Linked DNA regions of Callithrix jacchus: region 2 is linked to region 1. A link is a contact called in public Hi-C data. All regions are on one chromosome and are shown on one strand. Each heading gives the region's core, a stretch centred on a gene start, on an enhancer-like site or on the middle of the called end of the contact. The rest is flanking DNA. Distances are from core to core; before and after follow the strand shown.

Region 1 (4,946 bases), core at 2,378-4,877:
GAGAGAGACAAACACAGATGTGGTTGAGGGCCAGGCAAGCAGATAAAATACAGGCTGCCCAGGGCAATTTACATTTCAGGTAAACAATGAGTAATTTCTTACTGTAAGTATGTTGGAAGTCTTGCATGAGGCCTCTTTATACTCAAAATGTATTTTTTGTTTATCTGAAATGCAAAAATAGCTGGGTATCTTGCATATTTATTTGCTAAATCTGGTAACCCAGTCTAAGCTAGTCAATCAGCCCCATTTGCCCCAAACTGATGGACATGGGAATTTCAGTGCTAAAACTGAAATTTAGGCTGGTCATCCTAAAGTATGATCTCAGGGAAGGCCAGCCTTGGCCTGATCCAAAGGGGTAGAAGTGGACTGACTCTCTGGAGCCTAAAGCACACTGCAGAGGTGTCCCTTCATGAGGGGAGGGGACTGCCCTTTTGCATTTCTGTGTCACTCAGTCATTGCCTGTGGTGGCAGTGACTGGGGAGCAAGTACGGGGAGAAAGTTGTAACCTCGTGGAGATGTAGCTTCTGTCTTCTGAGAGCCATTCTCTGGAGAAAGGGTGCAGCTGTGAGTCATTAGCAGGTAAACAGGTGACGTTCAGCAGCTCGAGGAGGGGGAGTGTGCGTTGGTCCTTAAAAGGGGAGCTGGTGGGGCACCACTACACTGTCTGTGACCCTCTTACCCGGAGGCTCTGCTCCACCCTCAGAAGAGGTGAAAACTAAGCCTGACTCAAATTCCATGAATGAACTGCACATTTCCTCTGTTTGTAGGCTGGGTGCCAGGATAACTCCAGTACAGACCAGCCTGTGTCAGCTACCATGTTCACAGAGAACACTAAGGGCACAGAGAAGGGAGCAGGGAGGGGTGAATTATTCCTGACTGAGTGAAAGAGGGCCAGACAAGATTTCACATAGGGAGCAATACCTGAACCTTGAAAACAGGTGAAAATCTGATGAGGGTTGGGGTAGAGAGGTGGAGTGGTGGCTGGTGAGAAGGGCATGGCCAAAGTGTGAAGGGCAAAGTCATGGAGGTCAAGGTGTGGGGGATCATCTCATCAAGTCCTCCAAGAAGCAGGTACAAAGAGTAGGGACCTCTTTTCCCCAAACTAGCCCCTAATCCAGGTGGGCACAAGGCCTTCCCAGGCTGCAGATTCTGGGGCAGGTTTTGCCTGAAACCAACAAAGCATCTGGTCTCCGCAAAAGGCTGAATGATTTATTTTCTGACCCAGCTAATGCTTTGAAAAAGTGCTGGGGGCCCTCCTGACCTGGGGATGCCCGGGCACCTGGGGAACGTCCCAGCTCCTGGTGGGGAGGCCCCGCCACCCAGGTCTGGCCCAGATCCATGGGAAGACAAGCTTCCTTCTCACCTTTCCAGTGCGTCCTGAAACCAGAAGCCCCGTGACACTGGCTCCTTTTTCACTGCTCTGGGATTTCGGCTCTGGCCAAGGCAGGACACCCATGCTGCAGAGAAGCCTGAGAAGCCACTGGGACCAAGGTACAGGGAGTCGGGGTCAGCTGGGGAGAGCATTGGGATTCATCCCAAATCAGTGTCCCCATTTCTGTACTGAGCTCAGCCCAGCATTGCTAAAGCTCAGCACCCGAGCCTTCCCACTGGCTCTGTAATTTCTTTTCAGCCCCTTGCTGAGGGACACAGGGCTATTGTGCCTTTATTTCAACCACTTACTTGCTGTGTGACCTTGTCCATATCACCTGGCCTTCCTGAGCTCTCTCTCAACATCCACACTAAGGATGAAAAACATCAGCACTAGCAGCTAGCTGTCTTGTTGCGTTTGCCCACTCTCAAAGCAGCACGCTCACATGCATTCTCTCATTACAACATCTCTGCAAATTGTGAAGTGGCTAAGTGGGCAAGGGGGCATTATGATCTCTATTTTAGGGATGAAGACATTGAATTAAATATAAGCAACGTGACTTGCCTCTTGTTACAGCTGCTAGACTCCTGGGCTCAGGACCCCTCATGTCTAGGACACCAAGAAGACAATAATCTTTTATCAGAGTCTCCAGGAAACGTCTGAACCAGAATCAGCAATTTTAAAGGCTTGAATATGGGGGCTCAGGGAGCATTCGGTTCTCACATGTTTTATGAGACTTTCAGAAGTTAGGCTACAGAGGGCAGGGCATCCTATGATGGGCTCTGTATTCTGTTTCTAGCACAGCCTGATGTGGATTCAAATCTCAGCTCTCCTCTCTCAGAAATGCAGTAAAAATATTTTACTCAGAAGCTACAATCCAAATTGACTGTTGGGAGGAAAAACATAAGATTCGGCAACAAGGGGTTTCTCTGGGACACTTCAGTGCCCACCAGGCCTTTTCTGGTGTCCTTTTTAGATTCTGACATGCCTGTATTTGAGAGGACTCATAATCTGAAGAGTAGACCAAGGAAATGCAGATGGGGTTCTGAGGTGGGGAAGGTCTCTTCTCATTGGGGTGGGGGCTGAGGAGAGGAGCAGAACTAGGGAAAGAAAATAACAGAAACAGTGCTAATGGAGACTAGCGTGTTTTAGGAGCTGAAAAGGGAACAATGGGGGAGGTGTGAGATTTGGGGCCAGCACGCAGTCTGTAAAGATTTAAGTTCCAGCACAGCCGCTTACCAGCTAAGTGAATTCAGGCCTGACCTGGATCTCCACGGGCTTCAATCTCCTCACCTGAAACCTGGTGCAGGCAGGACCACCCCTTATAGCTCTGCTGTCTGAGTCCAGATCTCCCTGGTGCCCAATAGGGCTTGACTACAGCAAGCACTTGACATGTGCTAACTCCATGTATCCCCCCTCTTTTTCATAAGTGGATTATGCATCTAGGAAATATGAAACCGCCTTCACCCAAACAAACAAAAACTGTGTCATCTTAGACAAATCTGATAAAATTAACTTTTAAGTTGAAAAAGTGTTCTGCACGAATGATGAACGCATTGGCTTATTTTCCTCTGACCCTGCTCACCACTTCTCCCCCAACACACACACACACACACACACACACACAGACGTGCACACCCGTCCCCCCTCCAATAAAACTAGATTGGCATGAGGAGAAAAGGGCAGACTCTCGTGGTCCCAGCATCCTGCCCACATAAACCTGGAGGCAGAACGGGCCAATATGGAGCCCCTGGGCACTGGGGTCTCTGCTGGTCCTCACAGTAGGTGCCAAGAACAGTTCATAGCCCAGCACGTGGCCACACTGCCCACTCTGCTCTGTGAGGACTGGGCCTCACTGTCTCCTGAAGGGCTCTGGCCAAACAGCCTGCCAAAGACCTCAATCTGATTTTAAAAAGGAAGAAAATGGGAGAAAGGAAGGAAGAAATGAAAGAAAAATGATGGAGAGAAGGAGAGAGAGAAGGAGAGAGGCCCGGTACAAGTGTGAAATCAGAAGAACAGACTGAGGATGGTGAGATGCATGTGAACAGTGTGACGTGGGCAACCCCCACAAATAGACCTTCTGTTAAAAATAGCCTTTGTCTAAATGTGGAAAGGGTGTAAATATAGTAGCGGTTTCGGCTTACTACGGAGCCGCCCCAGCTCCAAGTAACAGAGGCTTATTATAGGAAGCGTGCGTCAGCAGCGGGAGGGGAGGAAAGGGATAGCGAAGCCCCGGCCGTGGGTACAGTACCCCCCAGCAGGCGAGGGGTCAGCCAGCCGGCGTCGCCCTGTTGGGGGGCAAGCGGCACGGATGGCTCTGAAACGCTCCACGGAGCTCGGCTGGGCAGTAAACTCTAGCCGAGCTGTGGGAGGAAGGGAGAAAGGAAGCAGTCGCTGTGCTGAAAAGGATCTGGGTTTGTCTCGGCGATGCCGCTCACTTTCATCTGGGATTTCACCCGGCGTTGCGTCCCGTGCGCAGCAGGCTGCTGGCTCCTGGACACCCCGGAAGTTTTCAAAGGAACCCCCTGGAATGACCAGCCTGCCCATAAGCTGGTTTCCTCAGCCTTGAGTGCAGAGGACAAACTTCTAGAAAATCAGTGGAAAGTGCCATAAAGTTTGATTCAAGTTTTTTAAAAAAGACTAGGTTTTCATGTCTGTGTCTCTGGTGTCACATGCTAAGTAGGTGCCTGGGGCACGGTGGCTGGACTCCTGAGCTGGACAGCTGGGAGGTGCTGCAGGCACTGCCTTCCAGTAAAGCATGACCAAGGGAACAAAACCGTTCTGGGAAGCTCACTGCTCTGTTTTCTATAGCTACAGAGATGGCCAAGGGTTGAGTGCCCATGTGGGTATTAGGACCTGCTCCAGCCTGTATGTCTCCCCTCCAGGCCTTTGGGGGCCCTCATTATCTCCTGGTCTGTCACCGTTTAGCCCAGTGCCCTCTCCTCCCAGCCAGGGACACGTCCGTGCATGCATCATTATCCACATGTACAGCCCAACGCACATACATGCACTCATGAACACCCACATTCAATTAGGGGCCTACCTGCGGCCCTTTCGAACAATAGCCCTCACACCCCTGCCCCCAGCCTCCCACCCTAGCCCTGCACTCCCATGGAGTCTTCTCATCTGCCTTGCCCCTGCCCTCTGGCTCATCACCAGCCTTGAGCTTGCCTCTGATTCCTGGCTCCTCCAGGTGGATCTGTACTTCTCGGATATGATTGGGGCTTGTATGCTGGTGCTGCCCTCAAGTCAGCCTGCTAATCCCCTTATCATGTCTCAGCTACCTGCTCCTCAGGAATGACCTTGAACCTGTCAGCCTCTCCCCAGCATCATCCAAACTGCCCTGAAAACCACCTTTTCAAAATGCAGAGCCAACAGTATCACTGTTCCACTCAAAATGCTCTCGACAGCTCCCCACTGCCTGTGAGATAAAATGAAACATTGGAAGGCCTGTCTTGACCCCCATCTGCTTTTCCAGCTGCATCTCCTGTTACCCTACCCCATACAGTGCCTACACAGGCTATGAAGGTGAGTGATTACTCCCAGGAATCTCCCACTTCCTGCCTCTGCAGGGACC
Region 2 (4,579 bases), core at 1,019-3,518, 440 kb after region 1:
CACGCAACTAGGGGCAGGCCGGGTGGCAGGACCGCCGGGCCTTCCGCAGGGCGGGCGGGGATCACCATCACCCCCCTCCTCGCACACACACGTGCACGAGCCGCGCGCCCGGCTGTAGCCCGCACCTCGCCCCGCTCACTCCTCACAGCCCGCGCGGGACTGAGAGAGCCGCCGGCGGCCCCCTGCTCTCCCACGGCTCGCACCCACTCACCCCGACCCCCGGCGCCGAGCCCGGCCACGCGTCGCCGGACAACAGACAGGGTCGAACCGAGTCCAAGATGGCGACTCCGCCCCCGCCCCCTTCGCACTCCCCGCGGGGTCAGGACGCCCCCTCACGCGACGGGCTCGCGCCCGAGGCCCGGCTAAAAATAGACAGGCCCGACTATATTTGGTTCGGCCGGATCCTAGCGCGGCCGCGCGCACCCCGCCCCGCCCCGCCCCGCGCGCCCTGCCCCGCCCCACGCGGCGCTGAATGGAGAAGGGGCGGGGGTGACCGAGGGGAACCTACTCCGCTATCTGCGGCGCGCGCCGGCGGCTGGGCCCGGCCAACCGCCGAATTTAGTAACATTGCCTGCGTCAATCACGCGCCTCGCGTGCGTCAGCGCCGCGCGGCTCCAGGTCCTGCTCCCCCCCCTCCAGTCTTTGAATGGATACAATGTAGCAGCGCCCTCCTTCCTTCCGAGGCTGGATTGGAACCCGCGGCTGTGCAGAGATTCGGTTGCTTTTGGCTGGGTCAACTTTCCGGGCATCCTCCCACGATCCTCTACGCACCACCCTGTCTGAATTGGAAGTGGAGGCGAAGAAATATATACATGCCATATTTATCTATATGTAGTTTCTTTTCAAGTTTCTGGTTCTAGCTCGAACCTTCTTCAATTCTAAAACGTGTGCTGTCTACAATCTAATCCTTTATCTCCCCTCCGCGCACCCCCTGCCCCCGCCACACGCAAACATTGGGACAAGTCAAAGATACAAAACGGTATTTGTGATTCAAGCGGACCACATGGGGACCACTCCGTCTGCATTGTTTCACTCAAATATTTTCTTCTCTGCAAAAATTCATTTCCGAAGGAGGTTTCGTTCATTCAGCAGCAACCTTTGGCACTAGAAGTCTTTAACTCTGATAAAGTTTGTTTTCATCAAGAAATTTACACTTAAATTTATCTTTTCCAGCAAGAAATTGCTCTCCCTTATACAGTCGCCTAGGCTTTCGGCACACCATTTCATGACAAATGTGTCCCAGGAGACCAAAGCAAATCCCCTAGCGAGGGACTGACTAATAAATCCTGTTGATTGATTTCGAAATGTTTAATTTGGGAGATGTGGGCAGAGGGCATCTACAACCATCAAAAAGTGAAAGTGCTAGTTGAAAGTTCCATTTCTGGCCCAGGACTGGGGAGGAGGAATGATTTGCAATAGTCAAACCCGCTCAGCTGTTCTACACGTGTGTTTGTTTTATACACATTGAGTAGTTTTTGCTGCAGCGCGCGTGTGGATGATGAATGTGCACTTCGCTGGGTTATAACGTGTCCAGTTAAACCCACGCTGTACGTGTAAAGAAATAAAACCTTATCCTCAGAGCCATCTGCATCCCTGTGTGAAACACGCACCCAGTAAATGATGGGGGGAGAGAGGATTAGCGTGGGCGCAGAGGACCGGAGAGAGGTAAACAGCTTTAGAACCTTTACAGGAGGAAAGTGCAACTGCACCTCAGGGCGTCTTCGGGCTGGTGCCAGACGCCTTCTGCATCGGCTGCCAGGTCACTCGGAGAAGCTAGCAGGCGGAGCCTTCCCTTTCGGAAGAGCTGTCCTCTCCCTTACCCCCTCGCCCTGGCTTGGTGCCTCGGGGCAGCCTCGGAGGCGTGCCAGCAGCAGTCCTCCAATTCTACTCCACCCGAGCCTGACAGCTGGGCGGTCCCGCCTGACCCGTGGGCAGGTCGCTGCACCTTCCCGCCGACGCATGCCCTGGCGAGCCGGTCCGCTGCAAAAGGGCTGGCACCGCGGGTCCGAGAAGCCCCCGGGCCGGGGCCGGCCGAGCGACGGAGTTTCCATTGTGTGGCCGTGCGACTGGCCGGGGAACGCGCGCGCGCGCGCGCACAAACACACACACCCTCCCTCGCACACGCGGAACCGGCTGGGCCAAGGGAGGGAGGAGGAGGGTGACGTAGCGTCCCATGGCGTCACATTGACGTCTCGCATTCCAGGCACTCTATGCAGAGGCCGCTAGGGCTCCTGTGGCATAAATGACGTGCCGAGAGAGCGAGCGAACGCGCAGCCGGGAGAGCGGAGTCTCCTGCCTCCCGCCCCCCACTCTTACAGCTCCTGCTCCTCCTCCGCTCCCCATACACAGACGCGCTCACACCCGCTCCCTCACTCTCACACACAGACACAAGCGCGCACACACGCTCCGCACACACACTTCACTCTCCCGCGCGCTCACACCCCTCTTGCCCTGAGCCCTCGCGGGTGCAGCGCGGCGCCGCAGCCGGACGCCCCTCTCGGGCTCACTTTGGAACGCTGACGGTGCTGGCGGTGGCCGTGGAGGTGGGAACAGCAGCGGCATCCTCCCCCTTGGTAGCAGCCCGAGCCAGGACGCCCGCGGAACCTCTCGGCTGTGCTCTCCCATGAGTCGGGATCGCAGCATCCCACACCAGTCGCTCACCGCCTCCGGGAGCCGCTGGGATTGTACACCGCAGCCCTTCCGGGACAGCAGCTGTGACTCCCCCCCAGTGCAGATTTCGGGACAGCTCTCTAGAAACTCGCTCTAAAGACGGAACCGCCACAGCACTCAAGTACGTATGAAATTCGCCCAGTTAATAAGGGGGCTTGTTTAAAAAGTTGGCTAGCTGGGAAGCGTCGCTCCTGAAATTGACAACTTTTGAGTGTGGGGTTCCCTCCCCCACCTCACTGCCAGGCTTTGGCTTTGCTAGCCTAGCGGCCCGTAGGTTCTGGTCTGAAACTTTTCCCCAGTAGTGGGCCCGCGGGGATCTCTGGAGCTCGTGGGATTCCTCCCCCCACTCGAAGAGGCGAAAAGCCTCTAACAAAGAGGAGGACCGGGATTTGAGCTGTAGCGGCTCCAGCAATGTAATTCAGGGTATTTCGGCTGTAGTTGTCATGGTAATGATGCTCTCGGCGGCGGCGGCGGCGGCAGCGGCAGGGAGTTGCAGCTCCGGTGATGAACGGCAGTAATTTTCCTGCCTTTTAAGTAGGATTGAAAATAAGAGCTCTGGTGGTCCAAGTTAATGTACCTAATCGTGGCACGGAGCTGGTTCTCTGGAAGGAAGCTTGGGAGGGAAGGGCCTAGGCAGAGGCGGCCAGAGTTTGCAGAGGCACTCGGAGGACCTCAGGAAAGAGGGCGTAATTGTAGGAATGTGGCTTATTGTATTGAAATGAGCCTGGGGTTCCACTAGGCACGTCTTCCTGGCGTCGCTGACTTGCGGGTTTACACTTTTCCTTTAGGAGGTAAATCGGGTGTAATTGCCGACTCCAGCGGCCTGACACGTGTGGGGACGGTGTCCCTCTCCTCCGGACCTTGGCTCTGTGTGGGAAAGGCATGCTTTACTTTTCACTGACAGAACTAGTGCTTTTGGAGAAGTTGCTCCAAGTGTTTTACTCTTAGTATAAATGAAAGTTCTCGGTGGTGAGACGAGAGCGGTCATGCGAGCGCAGGCTGCGGAGACTGACTTCCAAAGGCACCTCTCCAACCTGTTGGAAGCCTCGGAGCAGTGGCGAGGAAGAGCGCATCTATCCCTTTATTTCCAAGACCGTTCTTGGAGATTGTCTTTTATTTATTTATGCATCCGGATTCTCCAGAGGGAAGAGCTGCGAGGAGTTAGTAATCAGAAATATCAGGCTGTGATCACAGGGCCTTGGGGTGTCGGGAGAGAAGTACAGGGAGCCGTCAGTCATTGTCATTCCGTCGAGAGTCCAACGCCGGATCTCTTTTCCCACGATGGGGAAATATTTTACCGAGCCGAGTTGGGGCGTGAAAAAGCTGCCCAATGAGGCTAATGGGCACAATGAATGAAGTTACTTTATTCGAGTTATTTTATCTGAACAAGATGCTCGCAGTTAGTATCAAAGACTCCTTAAGCCATAGCAACCTCTACGCCCGCTCCCTCCCCCCGCACCCACCCACCCGGTTCCCTGGGACCCTGCGCTCACAGAAATTCTTCCCTGCGGCTTGTCTCGTTTCTCTCGGTCTTTCTGAGAATCTCAGTCTTTCCCTTTCTGTCGGTCTCTTCTCTGCTGCTATTGCCCCCGCCCAACCTCCGCCCCCGCTCCCCAGGGTTGGAAACTCCGCAGAGGAGCTCCGGTCACAATGGTGCGTTTCACGGTTTCCTCCACACACTCCACCACGGGGAGGGGAACACGGGGGTGTTCCTTTCGTCTGCCCACGAGAGAGAAAGGGGCTTTGACGGAGGTAGTTATTTCCTTCTAATTTACAACCCCAAGGCTCTGTGCTCTCGGCCCCGGCTGCCGCGAGCCGGAGCGGCAGAACGTGTTTCCAGGCGCTGAGGCTTTGCCTAGGTAACCGGCCGTTTGCAGGGCGGAGAGAGCGGCAGGGCGCTGGGCTGGGC

What was found. Hi-C and Micro-C count contacts between places; a contact is called where the count stands out from the background.
Region 2: a contact with region 1 is called in a Hi-C map of skeletal muscle, with 4 times the contacts expected there. The contact joins the promoter of NR4A3 here to the enhancer-like site in region 1. A contact is called at or near these places in 2 of 3 Hi-C or Micro-C datasets (both in skeletal muscle).

Annotation. Positions count from the first base shown.
Region 1 is chr1:147,487,049-147,491,994 of calJac240_pri, forward strand. No RefSeq gene overlaps it. Among named protein-coding and RNA genes, the nearest start is that of SEC61B, 150 kb to the left of the region's middle. Within about 2 kb of position 3,628, at least 6 of the 16 cell types and tissues checked have an H3K27ac peak or open chromatin away from gene starts, as enhancers often do. A contact at or near this core is called in skeletal muscle, where this site is marked.
Region 2 is chr1:147,924,234-147,928,812 of calJac240_pri, forward strand. NR4A3 (nuclear receptor subfamily 4 group A member 3) reads left to right here and starts at 2,269. Exons shown (of 9, transcript XM_078373351.1): 1 at 2,269-2,791.